2 separate regions of the Hordeum vulgare genome follow, and region 1 is linked to region 2. A link is a contact called in public Hi-C data. All regions are on one chromosome and are shown on one strand. The core of a region is the stretch at or near the end of the contact, and the rest is flanking DNA. Distances in the headings are between cores, read along the strand shown. Region 1 holds the start of LOC123401420 (cryptochrome-1-like). Region 2 holds the start of LOC123402367 (protein EARLY FLOWERING 5-like).

Region 1 (7,192 bases), core at 4,398-6,897, 520 kb before region 2:
CGGTCCAACCATTGGTTCGTCAGCGGAACCCACTGCCACCACCATCTCACACCATGACTACTCGTGCTAAACGAGGAATTGTGAAGCCCAAGGCGATTTTTGATCTTCATGTTGAAGGTTTATCTCCGATACCGAAGACCTATCGTGGTGCTCTCAAGGATCCGAACTGGCATTCCGCCATGGTTGAGGAGTATGGTGCTCTTCTCTCCAACAACACTTGGGGACCTCGTTGATCCACCTCGCAATGCTAACATTGTTACTCGTAAGTGGATCTTCCGTCACAAGATGAAGTCTGATGGTTCTTTGGAACGATACAAAGCTTGTTGGGTACTTCGTGGTTTTACTCAGCGTGAAGGTATTGATTTTGATCAAACCTTCAGCCTTGTCGTCAAGCCAGCCACTATTCGCACAATGCTCTCTCTTGCGCTCTCTGGTGACTGGCCAATTCATCAGCTTGACGTCAAGAATGCATTCCTCAACGGCACCCTCACCGAGACAGTTTATGCTCGCCAACCTTCTGGGTTTACTGATCCTAACTCCCCTGATAAGGTATATCGTCTCAACAAATTACTTTATGGTTTGAATCAGGCGCCTCGAGCATGGTTTCAACGGTTTGCCTCGTTCATTGCATCGGTTGGTTTTATTGGCTCCAAGTCCGCCAGCTCGTTCGTCTGTCGGTGTGGTGCTGACATGGCCTATCTCCTGCTCTATGTGGATGACATTATCCTGACTGCGTCTTCATCGACATTGTTGCACAGTCTGATTGCCTCTCTTCATACCGAGTTCAGTATGACAGACTTGGGTGATCTTCATTACTTTCTGGGCATCTTTGTCACACGCAGCAAGGACAATTTGTTCCTCTCACAGGAGAAGTATGCATTGAATCTTCTTGACAAAGCTAGTATGTTGCAGTGCAAGTCCATCTCCACTCCAGTTGATACCGCCTCCAAACTTTCAACCACGTCCAGTGATCCTATTAAAGATCCCACCGAGTATCATAGTATTGCAGGAGGTCTTCAGTACCTTACGTTTACTCAACGAGACATCTCTTATGATGTGCAACATATTTGTCTTCATATGCATGATCCTTGGGTTAATCATTTGCTCCTTGTGAAACGTGTTCTTCGCTACATCCGCGACACCATCAGCTATGGCCCCACCTTGTTCCGATGCAGCTCTAACAAGTTGACGGCCTATTCTGACGCTGATTGTGCAGGTTGCCCAGACACTCGCCGGTCTACTTCTGGATATTGTGTCTTCCTCGGCGCTAACTTGGTGTCATGGTCTGCTAAGTGGCAACACACAATCTCTCGCTCCAGTGCCGAGACTGAATACGCAGTTGCAAATGTGGTGGCTGAAACATGTTGGTTACGACAACTTCTTCTAGAACTTCATCGACCGGTGTCTCGTGCCACAGTGGTTTTCTGTGATAATGTAAGCTCAGTTTACATGACTCGGAATCCCGTTCACCATCAACGCACTCCACGTTCCGAGTTCTTCCTAGTTTGCGGACATTTTCACCAAAGGATTACCATCACCTCTCTTCTTGGATTTTCGAGACAGTAGTAACATTCGTCGACTCCTGTTTACGACCGATGGAGGGTGTTAGAATATATAACCGTATTGTATTTGTATAAATATACGGTTATATATGTGTAGTCCTTGTATGGGTGTCCCAATATTGTATGGAAAGGACTCTGCCTTGTAACCTCTATATAATGATCAATACAAGGCACCACAACCTGTGGTTTTCCTAATCTTACAATTTTTATTTGTACACTCTGCCAAAGGTTTGTCTCCAAGTCAAGCTATGTGGTGACATCTTGGTCGGCAAAGATGGCAAGAACCAAAGGTAATGTACCATTACAGACATACCCCTTATAATCTGATAAATGGTGCATATCCTTTTGACAACTAGCAATCTACTACACCACAGAAGTTCTACAAGTCTAGTTTTACACAACTTATTGCACCCATGAAGCTGCATCACTTGATTCCTGCATAGCAAGGCTATATGTGAACATAAGGCGATAATGTACATATGTCACTGTCCAACGCCCTACACAATTAAATTCGTTATCGCATACGGACAAAAGTTTTCCACTTGGCAACCTGCTGTTGTTCATCCAGCTTCAAAAATAAATAAAAATGGAGGGTCAGTAGTAAGCATATAGAACGCACATAGAGTAGTTGAGAAACAAATTCTAGTTGGGTTTACCATGCATCTGAGTTCACGATGACTGGGAAAGCTGGTTCCAGTTCATCAACCTATTATGTGACTGCGGGTTCCTGTCCAGATAACTCCTACTGGAAATGTCAGTTTCATCCGCAGCATAAGGATCTGAATGGCCCGACGCAGCCGGAGGTGACCAGACGGGTACTACCCCACCTTCTCTCCCAGTCCAGCTGCTTGATGCCTCTGACGTGGATGGTGCTATGCCGCCGCCCTGCACACGGTGTAGGGTATACTGCTGGTTGTATCTGGCAGCAGTGCCGTCGCTGGCAACTTGTTCCCTGCTTTCCATCCGAGGCTGAGCCTGGAAATGCACCTGCGATGGCACCTCCGGCCTACTCACTTCGCTTTCAAAAACTGCGGAAAGTTCTGTTTCTGTTTCAGCTCTGACCAAGGAAGAGGTGATGCTAGGCACCATCTGATCTGCTCGTCTCCGGGCAGGACCAGCGGTCGCCGGTGTGTGGCTAGTGGCACGGTCCACTTCCATGTGCTGCAGCTCTTGGGGGAAGGCAATGGGTGGCTCATCCGAGGAGTCTCCCAGGCCTTCCTCCATTCCATTCTCTATCTCAGCACGAGAGGCCGCCTCAAGCTCCCACATCTCTGACAGGGCGTCCTGTAACCTGGACTTGGCTTCATCTAGCTCAACAATGGGGAGAGGGTAATTGGAACCTAGCTCAATTCCTGCAGCCTGCAGCACAGACTCGGGTGCATCCCAGGGGTGGTGTATCCATTCCGTTGGTAGCCTTGCCAGCTCCGGTAGCCATCGACGCACGTACTCCCCGTATGGGTCGAACTTGTATCCTTCAAACTGAGAAATGCAATACAAAGAATCAAATCAATCGAGAGTGCTAGCTATTTTGATTATCTTCTTCATATATGACCAAGATGTACCTGCTTTATATTGAGCTAATAAAATTCACCCTTTGGCGGAAAAAATAAAAATGACCAAGATGTACCTGTGGATTGTCAATGCGGTCGAGCTCACGGCCATCAGGTAGAGACCCGGAGATGTACTGCCAGCCCAAGGCGTCGCTCTCAAGGTCGGCGTCCAGCAAGGTGTCCCAGAAGTACTTCATCCCCCAGCGCCATGGCAGCTGGAGAACCTTGACGAAGAAGCTTGAGACGACGACACGTATCCTGTCATGCAGCCAGCCGGTGGCCCAAAGCTCCCTCATGCCGGCGTCGACAAGAGGATAGCCGGTCCTACCCTGCCTCCAGACCTTGAAGTAGACCTCATTGACCACCCAGGGGAAGAACCTGAGATGAGCCAGGAGGGGCTTCTCGTGGCTGCACGGGTGGTTGAAGGCGAGGTACCTGGAGTACTCTCGCAGGCCGATGGAGCGGAGGAAGAGGCTGCAGCCTTCCTCGCCGTCACGGTTGCTCTCGTTGCTCCATGTTAGCTGCTTCATCCGTACTTGATGGAAGACCTTGCGGACGCTGAGCTCGCCAAAGTGCAGGTAAGGGGAGAGCAGTGAGGTGTTTGCACTGTCGGCCTTCTTGCGGTTGACGGAGTAGTCGATGAGCGGGCCGTTGATGAAGGCTGTGAAAGCCTTGTCGGCGTTCTGCCACCCCGGCGACCACGCCCGTGCGAGCAGCGCGTTGCTCCCCCTCTCCGAGTCGTCTTCGAAAATCAGGTCGTCTGATGAGCACCTCGTCAAGTCACCTGTGGAATTTTTCCATGTTGTCAGTAGTTATTGTTCTTTCGTCAAAAAAAAGAAGAAAAAGAAATGGTGGCGTTGCACTTGCAGGCAGAGACCTGAATTGATCCTCTTGGGTGGCAGCATGGGCGCGGGGGGGTCGACCATACAGAGGCACTTGTTCCAGAAGGACGTGAACATGGTGAAGGGGGAGCCGTGGTCGTCGAGGACCTCCCATGGCTCGTAGAGCAGGTCGGAGTTGAAGGACTGCACGGAGATGCCCTCGGCCGCCAGCACTTGCTTCACCCGGTGGTCCCGGACCAGCGACAGCGGGTCTACAGCGCGGGCAGGCAGAGCAGACAGCGATTGGTGAGCAACACATGGCCATTTGTTTGTGTCAGCTCACACGATAAGGTGCTTGTTATTTTATGAATCAGAAAGATAAAAGGTGCTACTCACAATTTTGTTTCTGTTTCTTAAAAGAAGTAGTACTAGTAAGTTTTAAACCGGACTAGAAGTAATAAATACTCTTCTGTTCTTACATACTTGTTGTTTTTTAGGAGAACATAGTACTCGTTTTTTTCAACAATAAATATTATGGTAAAGAGGGGAGTAGGTTGGTGGATACCAGAACTTTTGGGAATTAAAGGCTGAGGGTTCAGGGATTGTTTGATGCTAAACTTGGAGTTGTTTGACGTGTGGAGTACTACAAGTTAAGCTATGAAATATCCATGAATATGATTGGTATTGGTATACACACATCACGCACATGGGAGGGTACTGTTGATTGATGGGAAGATTCCCCCCTCAAATTTCTATTGGATCGTGGATCTAGTTGAGCCAGAGCGGAGCAAACTATATATACATATAATAAAATATACAAAACGGAGGAAAATATAAAGTAAATTAAAAACCAAGTAGGAGATGCAGGAGGAATCGGACCGTAGAGGTGGTTGAAGAAGAGATGGGTGGCGCCGGTGCTGCGGACGAGCTCGAGCAGCGCGGCGACGGTGTCGGTCGACCGCCGGGTGACCAGCCGGCTGGCGCCGAGCCGGCGCAGCGAGGCGTCCAGGTGCTTGAGGCTCTGGCTGAGCCACCACCGGGACACCCGCCCAGGGTAGTAGGGCCCGTCCTCCTCCGGCGCCCACACGTACGCTGGCACCACCTCCCCGGCTGTTCGCGCCGCTGCCGCTAGGGCCGGGTTGTCCTCCACGCGCAGGTCCCGCCTGAACCACACAACCGTCCGCGTCGCAGCCTCCCCGGCTCCGCCGCTCATCGACAGCGACGCTGACATGACTCGGCACTAAGGCCTTTCTGCAACGACGAGCAGCTAGCTAATTACCCAAGGAAAAAGCTCGTTGCCTTGCCTCTCTTGGATAACGAGCAGCAGCAGCTCAGGGAGCTGTCATGAAGCAAACTTTGTTGGCGCTCCGGTGTGGGTAGCTCAACAAGATTTGCCTGGATCGGCGAGGATTTCCTGGAACCGTGGAATGAACTGGGCCGGAACGGTTTCCTCAGTGCCGGTGCATGGGAAATGATGTGGAGTAAATCTGACCAATATTTCCCCTTCTTTTTCGTACAAAAAAGATTTCTGGAGTATTTTTTGCTGGGAGGTGGGATGGTGGTGTTCTTGCAGAGTTGCAGGGGGTTCTTAGTTTTGGTTGGGGAAGGGGAGCTGTGGTCCAACGGAGAGTGTGGTCTATGGATATTGGGATTGGTTGGTTGGCTTGGATTTGTTCCCAGCTTTTCTCTTTTGTCCGTTTATCCCCTCCGCTCTCTCCTCTATCTCTCCTCCCTTGCCCTTTCTCCTATCCCACCATAATATTCGTCTCAATTTATTGGAAGCAACTAAATAAAAACATCTTCACCCGTTTGACTCCTCACGAGGCATTTTTTGTTGTTGTTAGGGGCTGTCGGCGAAAATTTTGCAAAAAATTTCACTCGTCCGTACCCCAGCCGGTCACATGAGAAGAGAAAGAGAGAGAGGATAGATTCCTTTTTTTGCATGTGCATGGTGGACCTAGCAGAAAAAAGGAAGGAGAGAGAGAGGAGAGAGGAGAGAGGCTGACCGCTGGAGTTTGTGCATGCAAAAGTAGCGTCCCCCAAACGCCTCCCTAAGGAGGGAGGGAGGGGGGCTTGGTTTGGCCTGGGATCGTCGGTGCTAGTGTTGGCCAAATCCGACGCAAACGACATCCTGGGAGCGCGGCTTGGTCGATTTTTCGTCGTCGGCGCTAAAAAAGGGGTTGGGAGGGCGTACCCGGGACGCGGTTGGAGATGCTCTAAGAAGCATTCTTTCGGAACCGTCCGAAGAGTAACTTGTGGCGCGCTCTCAATCACCGCCAAGTGTCACGCTCTAGATGTTTTTCGAATTATTATTTTCGCACGTGTTTATGACTCTTAAATGATTTTTTGGTTTCATTGCCTTTTTTAGTTTTTGGACAAACAAAATACAGAAAACACAAAATTTGTGCACACATACGCGTTTTCTTTTCTTCTCCCCTTTCACGAGTGAGAGGCATGACCGTGCTTTTGGAAAAAGAAAAAACACAATTTTTTCTGTCATAAGAGATACGGATTTGCTTTCATGAGAGACAGCCGTGTCTCTTGGATAAGAGAAAAATCATACGTCCTTTTTTCTTTCATTAGAGGCACGGTTTTGCTTCTGTGAAGGGCATTGATTTGCTTTCCCGAGAGGGATGACGTGCCTCTCGAAAACAAAAAAAAGGCTTCCGCGAGTAGTACGAACCGTGCCTCTTGGAAAAAAGCGTTTTTCTTCCATGAGAAGCATAATTTTACTTCTCATAGAGGCATAGGTTTACTTACGCTTTGGGTTTTTCGTCCGGTATTTTCATGAAAATAAACTTTGTCAAAACGTATCAACGTGAGATCTAGTTTTAAAGATCTCGACACGAGGAATTTAACGATGAAAATAGTTTAAGATTTGGGTGCCTGATTTAAGAGATAAGATGTTTTAAATAAACAAATTTATGAAAAAATGAAAACTCTTAGATTGCGACAAGTGGGGCATACATAACCCTAGGAAGTGGGAGTGGCCATTGCAAAGAATGCTTCTAAATTAGCGATTTCACAATTTATTTCATCTTTGTGCAAACAAAATTCTTATCGATCGATTCTGTTGAGTATGTCCCAAACATGTGTGTGTGTGTGCTCCTCCATCGATGCAACTTTTGGATGTTATGACGCTACCGGCCACCGAAGCTCGGGGCGGGGAGCCTGTTGCAGCGTACGTACTCCCGGTGACTGTCCGCGCCGCCCGTCACGTTCTTACTCTCCTGCCTGCTCGCGCCTTTCGCCTCCTCCC
Region 2 (7,293 bases), core at 745-3,244:
CCGACTTGTCTCTCTAGTGGCAAGTCATGGGACTATACTGAGCGAGCCATTCCATCCCTAGGATGCCATCGTATGCACCGATCTCCAACTCCCTCGTTGGTGTAGAGAAGGTATGCCCCTGCACCCACCACTTGAGCTCGGGCACCATGCGATTGCAAGTTAGCCGATCCGCATTGGCCCCCTGAACGTCCACCGACGCGATGTCCTCGGTCTTGGCTCCAATTCACTCGAAGAATGATTTGTTGACGAAGCTATGGGTACTTCCCGAGTCGAGGAGGAGCAGCATCACATGATTTCCCACCGGAGCTCGAAGACGAATGATGGTGGCCGAATCGGTGCCATCCAATGCCTGCGATGAGAGAAGGCAGCACTCCGAGGCGTTCATTGTAGGTGGCGGGGGCAGAGTGCCCGGACCTGGATCATCCAGCAGCTCCATCACGTGTATGGCATTATCACAAAGAAACTCGGTGTTGTAGCCAACGCGGATGGTGAGCCACTAGGCGGGTTGAGCACACTTGTGTTCCCGCGAGTATCAATCGTCGGACTTGAAACACAAGTTGTTGGCGCGCCGGAAATCGCATAATTGTCGTTCCCGCGTGTATTCGTCCCCTTGTTATTGGATCAATGTGGTGGCTCGTGGAAGCTGCATCGGCACCATCGGGGGAGGCCTTTCTCACGGGGTCAAGCGTGGGTTCTCCCACGTCGTGCCCAACTCCTCCTCCTGGATGCGAGCCAACACCGAGATGCGCGTGATGCTGGAGGGTCCATGGAGATGCACCGTGGCATGCAGTACATCCTTGAGCCCCAAGAGGAATTGGGTGACGAAGAACTTCGTGTTGATTGTGGGGTCAAGGGCGAGGAAGTGGTACATCTGTTCATCGAACATGACACGATAGTCAGCAATTCTGCCGGTTTGACGAAGCTACAATAGTTTGTGCATCACAAGCTCGAAATCGTCGACACTCAATTCCTCCAGAAGGGATGCTGTGAACGCCTCCCAAGTGTTGTCGTGATGTGTTTCATGAAACGCCTGCAGCCAGTGCGCGGCCTAGCTGTTGATGTAGAGCGTTGCGGTGGCCACCCAGTTACGAGGTGCCAACCTGTAGAGCTCGGAGCAGGTGAGGTAGCGATCGATCCATAGGTACGGGGCAGAGCCTTGAAATTACAGGAAATCATGCTAGGGAGGTTTGTGATGCTCCGTGTTGGTATTGAACACGGTCGGGGAAGAGTCCATCCCCATCAGAGGCGCGGCGACCGTGGCCAGAGTCGGGATCACGGGCCGGCGGTTTTCCCGCAACCGGACATGCGGTCCTGCTGGGCGTGTTGGATCCGGAAGGTAACCTGGAGACGGGGGTGGCGGTGGCAGTGGTGGCGGTGGTAGAGGCGGCAGGTAGCGCGGAGACGGGGGCGGCGGCGGTGGTGGCGGCTCCGGGGCTTGATGGACCAGAGTGGTGTCCGAGCCGGCGGAGACCATGGACAACTTTGCAAACGTGCGCATCACGTCAACACCCCCTTGCGCCAGATCGATTTGCTTGGTTAGGCCGCAGAGCTCGTGGGAGAAATAGTTGTTGAAGGCAGCCTGGATCTCGATCTGCTTGTCATGGAGGACGTGCTGCTGGTCGACCTTGGTGATGAGCGACTCCAGCAGCTTGGTGACGTTGATGTTAGCCTCGTCCATGGCTGTCAGGATTGCTCGCGTCGCCGCCGACGCTTTCTAGGCTCCGTCGCCGGATTCTGGGAGAGATCAAACCCCGCGACAGATTTTGGGCAAGCCGACCGGAGTGGCTCACACCGACACGGTGGATGTTACTGATCTTCTCACTAGGGGAGAAACTTTTGGGGCGCACCGAGACGAGGTTCTGAATAACAATTGTAACACCTGAGCGATGAGATCATATCAAAAGGGGGATGAGGACTAGAGAAAATAAATGAGATGGGGATGTGGAGAGAAAGGTGGGTGGGAAAGTAGAGGAATCCTAGGTAGGTTGAGATAGTTCAACTACAACACGCTCGTCCATGCCACAAGTGGCGAATATATAACCTGAACACACACCACCTAACTGTTGCCAACTCGCATGCCAGGTCACACCTGCTAGGTGTGTCCAGGTGTGAAAAAATCTCACTCGGTTTTAGGTGCAGTGTTGTACTAATATAATTCTAATATGAGAATCGAGCAAACCAATTACAATCCCTCATGATATAGTATCATCCCTCCAATAACAGTTATAAAAAGTTGGCCAGATTTTCTACCACAGATTAGCTGTAGTCCAAGAGTAACTACACACATATAATAAGAAAACTAGCTCAAGCGAGTCTAATTGATCCTGCCTTGATCAATCTAAATCCAGCTACATAGCACGCGTGTATGTACGGACCATGGGGATAGTCGTGGCACAACACTAGAAGAGCATCAACCAGTACGATGAATAGCCTGTAACACAAGGCATTGATTGGTGGTGACAGATGAGTTAGTCTTTTTTGTTAGTTGTACAAATTTGCACAATTTTTTACATGTTTGTTTAGTCAGAAATTATATTAGTGACGCCGATAGCAATAGATGGGTTTATCATGTCTACAAGGTGCATGTGGTGAGTGGAGCAGCCTTACATCTTGCCATCGACCATGCTGACTAGGCGGTGCTCATTGCCGACGCGCTCATCTCCTCGTGGTGACCTGGTGTGTGTCATCTACACACGAGGAGGAGGATTAAGTGTCCAGTGAGTCGATATCGAAATTGTAAAGTCCTTGATGTGTCCACTACAAATTTCTTGCATTTCTTATTATATTAGCTAAAGAATCAGAAATTTTATGCACCTCTCCTGATGTTGTTGAACACGGATGGGGTACATGCCGGTCAACGACTACTAGAGTGGCCACAACTTCATGGCCATCTACAAGGTACACAATTAGTTTGAAAAATCAACTTGGTGTATTTTTCAATAGGATTCCTCCTGATTGTTGTGAATCCCACCGACTATTATTTGAGAAGAGACTTTGATTGCTCATGGCGTTTAGGATTGTTCTTTGATGACTGAAGTATATGGGTATGTTCTTTTAGTAGAAGACCGTCGGGAGTTTTTTTCTTGTTGCATCGCTCGTACAAACAATCAACCAATATCAAGTAGCTCCAAGTTAAAAGATGTTTTTAATTTAAATGCATCAATGTGTCAACTATCACTATGTTTCTTATTATCATTGTGTACACTCATGTGCTTAGTTTCTAAAAAACATAAAAGGATGCACCTAACAAGGTAGATTTTGTCTCATGCATTTTTCAATGTCTAAGTATGGTGTAACTAACCAAAAAACATTCTTCAAGCTTTGAAAGAGGCAACCTAAAAATCTGCACAAACATGTCAAACTACTCCTAGGTTCCAAATGAGGAGTCCCGCTTGAATGCACATCAACGCATTTTGCTTTGGTGCCTCTATGTTGTCGGGGCAGGATAATTGGACTGTGGAGCCCCATACGGTAGTGGTAATTCCAAAAATTGCATGTTGTTGATTGGCAAGCATCGAACAATATCAATGTCCGGTAGTAACTCTGATTGTGTAGGCGGTCAAGTTAAGATAAGTGTGCTTGCCTCCCCTTTTAGTCTAGATTTAGAAAACTATGATATCTTGTATGATAGTTTTCAAAATAGTTTGGCTCTTGAGACACTTCCAGTATGCATTTGTATTGCTTTCGCCCAGGTATGTGCATGTGTATTCATTGTTATTGGAATTAGTTCCAACAAACAGTGTATATGTGACTAATTTACTAATCTACTGGCTGAACCTAATAACATGAGCAATTTATACAATTGATATGCACCAATGCTCATACAGGGAAAAATGAAGGACTCAACTTTTTTGGATTAGGCTTGAAGTCGAGTACACCCATCGATCATAAAACGCTAAACATATACAATTCGAGTTAGTTGCAGGTAGTATAATAACGATCTAAGAGAAAGGCTTGAATCATAATAAAATAATAATGGCCGACGGGCAAGGCTCAAATCAAAATAAAGTGAGGTTTCTCAGTACTTATCTATGAGCAAGTCTCAAAGAGTAAGACGAAGCAATACTAACTTGCAAAAAAACTAGCTCTGAAGTAAGTTTGTTAGATTACCATGATTTTTAATACTTAGTTGTTCTATTATTTTTGGAGGTAACTGTAATTTGCAACCAATCATTTTTATAAGCTTCTTAACATCTGCATATCATGATTTTTCTTCCATTTTGTTGTTTTTAATTTCTAGATCTGAATAGTATCGTTGCTTATGAGTTCTCACATCCATTTTCATGAGTTTCACAAGGATGCATGCATTCTTACATCGGGAACCAGATAAAAAGAACAAGCAGACAACGCTGCCAACCTCCTCCAAGGAATATGACTATGATGCGTGACCTCAAGGAATTGTTCATTTAGATTGGTAACAATAATGTGAAATCCTATAGATTGCTTTGGTTTTGCAATTTTTCGTACTGAAGATTGCTCTAGCCACAAGAATAGTGGATGCTTATAGGTTCTTGGGAAATGTAGTTCTTTTTATTTCTATCCTGTTGGAAGTTGCCCGTGTAGAACTAATGATGTCAATAATGCATTTATGTGTGAGTACCTCTTAATTTATTATAGTGTCATTGATATTTATCCAGAGACATGGGGTCTTCCTCATTCTTCAGTCATTTTCCATCACAACCAACGTTGCTTTTCCAAGGTTGTGATAAAAACGGATGAGGCGGTCCTTCTACAAGCATAGAATTATAATAAGCAAGCGCTCCCGAGGACAAATGTATGAGCTTTTATATGATCTTTTTGTACATGACATGACATTCCAGGAAGTGAAGGTGATGCTGAGGTCATCATATGATAATTTCCGTGCTACTATTTTTTCATAGAATTATAATATGCTCCTGATGACCTACAATTAGAGGTGATCAATCTTAGTCCTTTCGATAACTAAGAGTGTCGAACCAAATGAGGAGCAGAAGGAAATGACACGCAGTTGTCAGCAAGGTATTCTCTGTAAGTGATGTAAGTAACAGTGATAGAGAGTTTTGTAGCAAGATAATTCATAAGAAGTGATAAGTAACAATAGTAGAAAAGGTGCAGCAAGGTATCCAATTCTTTGTTTAGCAAAGGACAGGCCTGAAAGTACTCTTATACTAAGCAAGCACTTCGGAGGACACATGGGAATTTCTGTGTAGTCATGTTCAGCATGGTGAGTTGATTCGCGTTCTCTACTTTGATAATTTGATATGTGGGTGGACCGGTGCTAAGGTGTTGTTATTACTTGAACAAATAACCGTGTTATGATTACCCTCTCTCGCAAGCATCCACAACTATGGAAGAAGAATTAAGATAAATATAATCATAGCATTAAACATGTGTATCCAAATCAGCCCCTCATGAAGCAACGCATAAACTTGGGTCTAACATGGTGTAGTGTCATGTAGTCAACGTTCACATGACACTCCTAAGAGAAGTAACAAGATACATAACATAAAAATATCGAACAAATACCAACTTTACATAATTACTTATAATAAGACTTCTCCCATATCTTAAGGAACAATAGTAACTACTCACACCTCATCAACATGTTCAAAATCAAAGGTATAGTAATAATGAGTAAGGATCTGAACATAATATCCTCCACCAAGTAATCCAACAAGCATCAACTACAAGATGTAATTAACACAACTAGTAACCCACACGTACCAATCTGAGGTTTTGAGACAAAGATTGAATACAAGAGATGAACTAGGGTTGGAGATGAGATGGTGTTGGTGAATATGTTGATGAAGATTGGTCCTCCCGCGGAGGATGAAGGATTGGTGATGACGATGGCTTCGATTTCCCCCTCCTGGAGGGGAGTCCGCCCTGCAGAATCTCTCTGCTTGAGATAAAAAGGGCATGTGCCCAAGTTTCCGCCTCGAGACTACAGCGCTTCGTCCCGAAAGGTTGCTTATGATTTTTCTAGGTCAAAACACACCATATAGGAGAAGAGGGGTGTGAGAGGCACTACAGGTTGGTGGGCACGCCCTGGTGGCTTGTGGGCAGTAGGTGCCCCCCTACGGTATATTTTTTGGCCCAATAATTCTTAAATATTCCATTAAAATTCTGTTTGAAGTTTCAGTTCATTTGGAGTCTCGTGATTTCTCTGTCTTTTTCTTGGTTTCCCTGATCAAGAATTTCAGTTTCGAGATATTCCAGATATTTAGAGAGAAAGGGAGTAAGAATTGTTTGATGGATGGGGATAATAGACAAGAATAACAAAAAAATTAATAAGGTATCACGATGCAAAATAGACGTTTCAGCTCCCCCAAAATTAGACCTTGCTTGTCCTCAATCAAAAGCCAAGCTCATAACTAATTGCCACATGACTTGAGAGGGAGAAGTCGATTAAACAAAATACGGTGAGAAAAGAATAATGAATAATACCATAACAACAAGGATGTTATCATATATCTTCTCATAAACAAGTAACAATCCATTCGCAATTATTGGAGTATGAAGCATAAACTTTATTGACAATCAACAAACTATGTTCTCAGTCATTGGGACAATCATAATTTATCATATTTCAGAGGAGGGTCTATGTAAGATCTTTCTTTTTTGTCAAGTTCACATACTTAGCTATATCTTAATCATCTATGATTGCTCATGCTCAAGTCATATTTTTAGAGCTCATGTTTCCATAGGACACGTCGGAAGATAGGGGCTTAAATGATTTGCCTCCCAACTCATTTACCTCAAGGATAATGTCAACAATAATAAATCATGATCATCTGCATACACTTGCATATATAAGTCTGAATCTTGGCTCAACACATGATGCTTGCCACTATAGAGTTAATAGTTAGGAAGAGGACTAAACTTTATTGGCAGAACCACATGAGTGTACTCGTGAAGATAAAAGAAAGGCCCTTCGGAGAGGGAAGTAGATGTTTTCATGTGCTTTCATGTTTTGGGATGTGAAAACTCGTAATGTAAAGGAACATCTCTTTATATTTCCCATCTTGATAAAAAAATTATTATGCACTTTGTCGGTTTTATTTCTTTGCCATGAGAAGATTGTACATATTTGAGGGCAGTTTTTATTGCTTGATGCACCAATGAAAACTTACTTGAAGGATCATATTCAATCCATAGGTATGTATGGTAGACTCCCATGGCAAAACAATGGGTTTCAGGGTTACGCATGCGCAAGTAGTATCTCTACTTAGTGCGAGTTTTTGGGTTAGAAAAGGGTCTAAAGCAAGCATCGCGTGTTAAAGGATCCATCGCCATATAACTTCTATGTGAATA

The links. Hi-C and Micro-C count contacts between places; a contact is called where the count stands out from the background.
Region 1: a contact with region 2 is called in a Hi-C map of seedling, with 2.6 times the contacts expected there. The contact joins the promoter of LOC123401420 here to the promoter of LOC123402367 in region 2. A contact is called at or near these places in 2 of 6 Hi-C or Micro-C datasets (leaf and seedling) and 1 of 1 datasets of contacts at active chromatin or transcription factors (embryo).

The regions. Positions count from the first base shown.
Region 1 is chr6H:298,267,872-298,275,063 of MorexV3_pseudomolecules_assembly, reverse strand. It overlaps LOC123401420 (cryptochrome-1-like), which reads right to left and starts at 5,647. Exons shown (of 5, transcript XM_045095218.1): 1 at 4,813-5,647; 2 at 3,990-4,205; 3 at 3,190-3,896; 4 at 2,219-3,041; 5 at 1,685-2,130. The coding sequence starts at 5,164. The coding sequence ends at 2,232.
Region 2 is chr6H:297,739,298-297,746,590 of MorexV3_pseudomolecules_assembly, reverse strand. It overlaps LOC123402367 (protein EARLY FLOWERING 5-like), which reads right to left and starts at 1,994. Exons shown (of 1, transcript XM_045096287.1): 1 at 815-1,994. The coding sequence starts at 1,678. The coding sequence ends at 1,178.